3 separate regions of the Rattus norvegicus genome follow, and regions 2 and 3 are each linked to region 1. The links are chromatin contacts, called in public Hi-C maps. All regions are on one chromosome and are shown on one strand. The core of a region is the stretch at or near the end of the contact, and the rest is flanking DNA. Distances in the headings are between cores, read along the strand shown.

Region 1 (2,639 bases), core at 75-2,574:
TACACACTGAGTTTAAGGCCAGCCTTGGCTGCCTGAGACCCTGTTACAACAAGTCAAAAAGACAAGGGGAGGACTAAAAGAAAAACTAGCTCTTTGGGCCCATGAGAAGTCTCACCAATAAAAAACACTTGCCGAGACAGTCTGATGCTCTGAGTTCACATAAAAATGTTAGAATCAGCTCCACAAAGTGGTATGTGCAGCCACACTCACGCGCGCACACACACACACACACACACACACACTGATAATAATGGTTGTTTTGAGACAGGCACTCAGTATGTGTAGTCGTTCCTGTTCTGGAACACACATAGACGCATGCATGCACGCACGCATGCACACACACACACACTCACACACACACAGTATATATATATATCAGGCTGCCCTCAAACTCACAGAGATCCACTTGCTTCTGCTTTCCAGGTGTTGGAATTTAAGGTATGTGCCATCACGACCAGCAAAGTAAATTATTTTTTAAAAACGAACTCTTGGTCAAAGTCATTTATTAAAGATATTCTGACTGTACACCTATTACATGCCGGCGGCCAAGAGGCTAAGCACCAGGTGGGCTTCAGGTTTTTTTATCTCTTTGTTTTTTGAGACAGGGTCTCTTTACTGTCTGACTACTAGCCGTAGCTGGCCTTGAATTCAGAGATCTTCCTGTCTCTGCCTTCCTGGTGCTGGGACTGACATCTGCACTACCACGCCTCGCCAGTTTTATCCTAACAGTTGGAATAGAGCTTCTCAACCTGTCAGGGTCCTAGGCAGGGTAATCAATCCTTTGTGCGGGTCTGATTCCTGCACCACAGGCAGGGAGCTTAGAACTCTAAATAACCCAAGGAGCCCATACTGCCCGCACATTTAGAAATGGTCCCTAGGGGAGTCATCCCCCTCAACTAAACGGATGGAGTCATTTCTGACAGTCTGGACCAGGATCCTCCGTTAGTGGCAAATGGGGATAATGGAAGTCACAAGATGCACGGGGTAACTGGGCCATATTACGGTCCACGGTTGATTCATCAGCTCTTTGTGAAGCTCTTTTTTTGGATTCCTGGCTCAGAACCTCTTCGCGGGTATATTCCCTACCTAAACGAGATACAGCTCGAGAAAGTCAGCTTCTGGTAGGCGGAAGACTTAGGGACTTCTCCCGAGTCCACCGACCTTCAGCTTTCTGGAAGAGAAGGGTTAAGGCAGCAGACTGCAAATTCGCTGTCGCGCCGCTAGGGGGCGGCGCCCCACACTCTTGTGGTCACGTGATGACGAAGGCGGAACCAAGCACCAGACTAGCCAATAGGAAACGGGAGCGGGGTCCCGGGACTAGAAGAAACGGCGGCCGGGAGGGGGCTACGGGATCATGGGGCTTCTGACCATTCTGAAGAAGATGAAGCAGAAAGAGCGAGAGCTGCGGCTGCTCATGCTGTATCCTCGGAGCACCAGAACGGTCGCGAGGGTAGCGGGGCCCGCCGGGTGGGCGGAGCCGGGCGCGGGGGCGCGGCCGCCGTGGGTACCCATTGCCGGTGGTGCGTCACGCACGCGGCGCTACCACTGCTCGGCGCGGGGCCGGGTCGGGCCATACCACTCTGCAGGGCGGGGGATGGCGTGCAAAAGGCAGACCGGTGGTCTCAAGAGCGGGCTTAGACGGGGGACTCCAGTATCACTGCGAGGCGCGACGCAGTGGTGATGACTCGGACGTCACGCTCGCTCCGGCTGGTCGGAGCATGGGCCCTGCTCCTCCCCGGCGCTGACCCCCTCCCCTTCATCCACCGGTGTAGGCCTTGGCGGTTCCCTTAGGGTCAGAATCCCAGGGTCCTTAGGACTGCCACGGGTAGGCGTGGACTGGTTGGCCACAGGTCCAACTGTCAATTAGGGCCACTGCCGACCTTTCATTGTATTAACTGGCACCTTCATCACCCGTCTTGCACTGTGCCAGGCCAGTTAGGCATCTGCGATCCACGAAGTGTCAGAGGGAAATTAATGTACACTTAGAACTTTACTACTCGCGACTGTTTTAGACAATTCTGAGAAAGACACTCATTAGATGACCTCTGAGCACCTACTTTGTTAGGGAATACGGTCACATGGAAACGGAAAAAACCCTTCACTTCAGGTGATAAGAGGGGAGAGAAAAAGTGATAAAGCAAATAAAATGTGTAGTGTGGCCAGAGAAGAATATAGTCCACAAGTGGTCAAAGGCCATGGCAAGATAGTAACTGTTGGACAAAGACTTAAGGGAAATAGAGATATCTGGGGAAACTTAAGCAGAGGACCTGCAAGTGCCAAGGTCCTGGGTAGATAAGACAGGCATGGTGGGAAGAGGAGGAGGAAAGGGCTGGAGTGAGGGAGAGCCCACCTGCTGGGACCCTTTAGGCAGCTGTACTATGAAAGGCCCACAGGCTGGTGACTTAGACCAGGGTGGAAGTATTATGACAGTGGTGCTTGGAGGACTTGCTGCCGGGTGGGAGGACCATATGAGGGAGATGAAGCCAAGCATGAACTGGTTTCTGGCCAGAGTCATCAGAAGGACAAGGAGCCACTTGCTGAGGTGAGAGAAGCACATTCCTGGGAAGACCCCATCCCTGACTGCTTGGCTAGGTAGGTGGCAGCCACCAGCCTAGAAATGATGATGGGATGGCCCACCT
Region 2 (2,639 bases), core at 83-2,582, 180 kb before region 1:
TCAAAAACAAAGCATAGGATTGGAGAGATGGTTCAGTGGTTAAGAGCACTGACTGCTCTTCCAAAGGACCTGAGTTCAATTCCCAGTCACCACATGGTGGCTCACAACCATCTGATATGGAATTCAATGCTCTCTTCTGGTGTGTCTGAAAACAGCTACAGTGTACTCTAAATATAATAATAGATAAAAAAAAATTTTTTTTGGTTCTTTTTTTTGGAGCTGGGGACCGAACCCAGGGCCTTGTGCTTCCTAGGTAAGCGCTCTACCACTGAGCTAAATCCCCAGCCCCAATAATAGATAAAATTTAAAACAAAACAAAACATAGACAGCAACCAAAACCAACCAATGAACCAAGCAACAACAACAAATCCGCCCAAGATCACGGCTCCTGGAGACCATCCAAAGTTGCCCCCGTGGTCTTGCTGAGGGCGTGCAAATGCACACAGAGGCCAAGCTCTCATCTGTGCACGGTCCCCACCATTCCTCCTCCTTCTACACCCTCATTTTTGCACAGCGAGACAGACCCAGGCGGGGAGGCCAGCAGCTTGTAAAGTTGGCTTTATTGTTTCTTGCCACATCTCGGTGCATCAGAGCCCATCCATCCCGGGACTGTGGCATTCAAAGAGATAAATACTTCTTTCATTCCCTACACTGTAGCAGGGCGAGGTTTAATAAAAATAGCAATATAATAACAATAATAATGACTGTGATCAATATTAAAATGCCCCCTATGTTCCCCTAATACACTTGGTTGAAGCTTCCAGAAAAGGACCCTTCCTGCTGGGAAGGGCCGACGTGTGCCTGGAGATATTTAGTGGTCCCCGAAGGGTGTCTATCTCCCACCAAGAAGCCCTTATAAATACCCTCCCATCCCCTCCCTGCCTAGGAACCATTTTTCCTGGACGGATAACCTAGCAATAGCCCTGCTCTCACTCCTGAGCCCCACCCTAGAGAAAAGCTCCTGGGTCGGGCTTTCCCTGGCTCATTCTCCCTCCTTCCCTTCTGTCTCTCCAGCATCCTCCTCACTACATGCTTTGTCCTTCTCTCCTCTTTCTCAGTTAGCATCCATCTCCTGATTCCATCACTTCCTCCTCTGCTGCCTTTGCTCCCTCACCTCTCCTCTCTCTCTCTCTCTCACTTACCTCACTCTCTCTTTTCAATCCTTTTCTTGTCAACCAGAGCCCAGCCTGACCCTGAGCAGAGACCTCACATGCTCCATCTCGGCCTCAGCCTGGGCCAGGCTGCAGACAAGACACCAGCACACTCCCAAGGACCCGCCCTCCATTCCTCCCCTGACTAACTGCGTCCCTGGCCCTATGAAGCATAGCTTTGGCACAATCTTCCCTGGGCAGTAAAGGCGTGGCACTCCCAGAGGCCAGTGTAGGCTGTGATGGAAGCCCAGGAGAATGGCAGGAATAGGGCCAGGAGCCAGACCCCACTCCTGGGGACCCAGGCGCGCCTTGCTCTTAGCCCTCCACCCAGGCTCTCCCTGAGTCTGAATTTCAACATGTCCCGGACCAGCCGGGTATGGCATCCCTCAAGCTCTTTGCTTCCTCATTCCTTCTGTCTTGGGAATGGGGTGGGCACTGCCAGAGGGCATCAGGGGGAGCCCTCTGACTCAGGATCTGGAGGGAGACTCCGGGGCCGTTCTGAGACCTGGAGGGAAGAACAGGAAGTCAGATGGGAGAAAGGACACAGGTCTCTCTCTCTCATTGTGCCAGTGCCTCCCAGAGGTCTCAAAGGACCCAGCGCTTACAGTAGCAGGACCCTAAAGGAAACTACACTGAAGGTGTGAGGGAGTCCTCAGAGAATCCAGAACTGCAGGGAACAAACCCTGTGTCTTGTTCACTCACTGCATTCCACATTCAGCCCAAACCGTGTTTTACAAAGGCAGAAAAGTGAGAGCTGACCCCAACCACCATGGACCCCACAGCTAACAAAAGACAGGCATGGAAGAAAAAGCAAGGCAAACTGGGTGTAGAGGCACATGCCTGTGACCCCAGCACCTAGAAGGTGGAGGCAGCAGAATCAGGTATTCAAGGCTACATGAGAGCCTTTTTAAAAGGGGAGAGAAAGAAGGGAGGGATGGAGAGAAGGAAAGGGGGGAAGAAGGAAGGAAGGAAGGGAGGAAGGCCACAGCACAGGAGCCAAAACGGTAGAGGATTGTGTTGGTGGCAGTGACACCTGACCACGTCCCCAACTGCTTTAAAGGTCACAGTGGTGGGCAGCCTGGGCATTGAAGGCAGGAAAAGCATTCAAAGGAGAGGGAACAGCAGGAGCGAGAATTTGAGAGTGGACGGTGAGGGTAGCTGGAGGGTGAGTGCCTGTCAGGTCTTTCCGAGACCTCAGACAAAGATTCCCTCCCCATCTTTAGGCTGCATCTCTGAAGGCCAGCCTAGTCTACATATCAAATTCCAGAACAGCCAGGACTAAATAGAGAGACCCTGTCTCAACACCACCCCCTCACCCCCACTCCCGAAAGAACATAGCTCGCTCAGTAACAATGCTTAGCACAATCAACACTCTATGTTTGACCCCAGCACTGCAAAAAAATTTTTTTCTTTCTAGGCCTTGGGAAACGGCTCAGGTAGGAATGTTCAGCAGATGAGCATGATTAGCACACAACCCTGAAAGCTGTA
Region 3 (2,639 bases), core at 80-2,579, 160 kb before region 1:
AACACATAAGAGTCACAGAGAAACAGGCAGGCAACGGGGGCAGGGCCCTTTCACTGCTCTCACCCCAGAAAGAAATGGCAGGACTGGATGGCAGACCCCCAACCATACTACGTCAAGCCTTGTGCCTGCCCATAGCTCAGGAGGGCCAGGAACTTTGATTGCCTACTGGGCAAACACCCCACTCTCCAGGCCCAATTCCTATGCCCTCCCCACCAAGCCTGGCTAGGTGTGTCCAGGAAACCCTTGTGCTGGTACCAGTGCCCACAATGGGCTTAGGGTCACCCTAGGTCAGTCATTCCCAGGGATTCAGATGAATCAAATAGGAAAGGGTGCAGATCTACTTCTAATGAGACCCCAAGTCATCCAAAGGGGCTGAGGGTGGTTCTTAGTCCCGGCTAGAGATTGAAGGAAATTTGCCTGCAAGGTGAAGGACGAGGATTTGTGCGTGTCTGTGACTGAGCTAGACAGGTGAGAGGGGTCCCAGAAAAAAAGTGCCCATCCCTTGAAGAACGATGGAATTGAGAAAGTCTGTATGTTTGTTTATGTGACACAAAACGGGTGTCCACTTGAATGTATGTTCTGGGTGTGACGTGTGACCAAGGAATCCTGTAGGTGACCGTTGTGAAAGATGTGTATTGGCAACATGTCTGGGGTCTGTAGCTGGGAATGAAATGAGAGTATGTGTGAAGTGTGCATTGTGTACTTGGCTCTGTATCTGGGAGTTTGAAGTAAGGTGCAAGTGAGTGAGCACGCCGTGGAGTCCGATGGCAAGCGTTAGATACAGCGCAAGGACTTAGTGCATCTTCAGGAGGAAGTTTCTGGAGTATGCCATTCCCGGGAAAAGGTCTGGGGGCACAGAGCTCCAGGCGTTGTCCCTCCAGCCTCCCTTCCCGGGTGTTGCCCTGACCACTCACCCCAGCTCAGAAACTGCGCCACGTTACGCTCCCGGCGCAGGGGGGCGCTGCTGAGCTCCTGGTGCACCCCCAGCAGCAAATCCAGGAGGCCGTCGAGCCCCGGGCTGCCACCAGCCTCGCCCCGTACCAACTGCTCCAGCGCACGCAGCCGCTGCTCCATGGCTGCGGCTGGAGCCCCGTAACCCGGGCTAGAGCCAGGCCGCCCGCATGCCCCGTCCGTCCGTCCGGCGGTCGGTCCGTGGTTCCGCAGCTCGTCCTGCTCGGCTTCCCCCCTCCCTCCCGCCCTCCCCGCTGTCACCTTCCTCCGTCGACACCCGCGCTCCTTCACCTGGCCGCCCGCCCCGCCCTCCAAGCCCGCCCCCGACGGACAGGCAGGTGCGCGCCGGCCAATGGGAGCCGCGGCTGAAGGTGAAGGTGGGAAGGTAGAGGCGCGCGGGGGCGGGGCCGACCCTCGTCCAGGAAGTGGGAGGGCGGGCCACGAAAAGTAACTCTGGGGCGGGGTTGGAGGGGGGGTCCGTTGGGGTCACAAGAAGATCCCCTGATGACCTTGCCACCCCAGTCCCAGCCCCACCTAGATCCTCATGAGACATTACCCTAGATGGAACCTACCGCAACTTCCCGCGCGACCCGGCCAGCGGCCTGTCCCTTAGCCAGGCCAGAGGGGCTAGGGACGGTTGCAGCCCTGGAGCCGGATGGGAGTTGTAGTCCGCTTTCGCCGGGGTTTGCAAGCGGCGCTAAGGCAACACACCCACCTACCCCCCCCCCAAAGTTTCTGATCTCCTTTATATCCTTAAAACTAACCCAGAGACATGTAGTTAAGGTAGTATGAGCACACTCATTAAGCAGATGAATACACTGAGGCTTTTGAAGGTTGAGGGTAGGGGTCTCTGTAACTAGATCCTCGTGTGGACTTAGGTGGTACCTAGTTTTAAGACTTTGGCGGCAACAAAGCCCTGAACTGGAACGTGGAGGTCGCAAGAAATCCGAGATGAGCTGATGGAGGCAAAGTAGGAGGAGGTGCTGGCTGTGTCCAACGAGGTTTTTGATTTCTGGTCAGTTGTAGCCAGCTGTGCTGGCTTTGACCGGGGCAGACCAGATATCAAAGGGAAGGGTGTTCTGGTGTCTTTTAAACAACTCATTAATTAGAAGACCTCTTTAGGGGACTTGCCTCCCTTTCCAGACTGGAAGCTCGAGACCTGACAGGATCAAGTTATCAGCATTGAGGGAGGAAGCAGTCTGAGTGTTTGCAGGGGCAAGGTGAGTGGGACACCCAAATCGCGTTAAACAGGGGGTTTAGAAACACTGTAGGGGTATGTTGGGGTGGTGGTGTGGGAGTGCATACCTTTAATCCCAGCACTTAGAAGGCAGAGACAGGCAGATCTCTGAGTCCTGTTCAGCCTAATCTATAGAGTGAGTTCCAGGACAGCTAGGGCTGTTACACAGAGTTCCTGTCTTAGAAAAAAACAAAAAACAAAATAAAGAAGCAAAACATTGCAAATCTCTCGTTTGATCTTTACAGAAGCCCCTTCTCTATGGGGTCCACCATTTGAAATGGGGAAAACACAGGCATGCACTTCTTTCTCAGAACAATCAGGCTGGCAAGGAGACTCAGGATTCAAATTCAATGCTAGGCTGCAAAGGCCCTGCCAAGGGAGGATAGGGGAGGGCAGGCTGGAGTTTGGATTTATGTTTTTGTTTTTGTTGTTGTTTTAGCATCTCATATAA

Evidence for each region. A called contact is a pair of places that touch in the nucleus more often than the background predicts.
Region 2: a contact with region 1 is called in a Hi-C map of the Rat2 cell line, with 3 times the contacts expected there. The contact joins the enhancer-like site here to the promoter of Arl2 in region 1. A contact is called at or near these places in 4 of 12 Hi-C or Micro-C datasets (the A7r5 cell line, the Rat2 cell line, frontal cortex and 1 more).
Region 3: a Hi-C map of mammary epithelial cells shows a contact between it and region 1, with 2.5 times the contacts expected there. The contact joins the promoter of Cdc42bpg here to the promoter of Arl2 in region 1. A contact is called at or near these places in 2 of 12 Hi-C or Micro-C datasets (the A7r5 cell line and mammary epithelial cells).

The regions. Positions count from the first base shown.
Region 1 is chr1:212,874,051-212,876,689 of GRCr8, reverse strand. Arl2 (ADP-ribosylation factor like GTPase 2) reads left to right here and starts at 1,324. Exons shown (of 5, transcript NM_031711.2): 1 at 1,324-1,419. The coding sequence starts at 1,355.
Region 2 is chr1:213,055,669-213,058,307 of GRCr8, reverse strand. Cdc42bpg (CDC42 binding protein kinase gamma) reads right to left here. Exons shown (of 37, transcript NM_001130013.1): 37 at 544-1,656. The coding sequence ends at 1,600. Among named protein-coding and RNA genes, the nearest start is that of Men1, 11 kb to the left of the region's middle. Within about 2 kb of position 1,332, at least 5 of the 93 cell types and tissues checked have an H3K27ac peak or open chromatin away from gene starts, as enhancers often do. A contact at or near this core is called in the A7r5 cell line, where this site is marked.
Region 3 is chr1:213,036,526-213,039,164 of GRCr8, reverse strand. Cdc42bpg (CDC42 binding protein kinase gamma) reads right to left here and starts at 1,329. Exons shown (of 37, transcript NM_001130013.1): 1 at 915-1,329. The coding sequence starts at 1,074.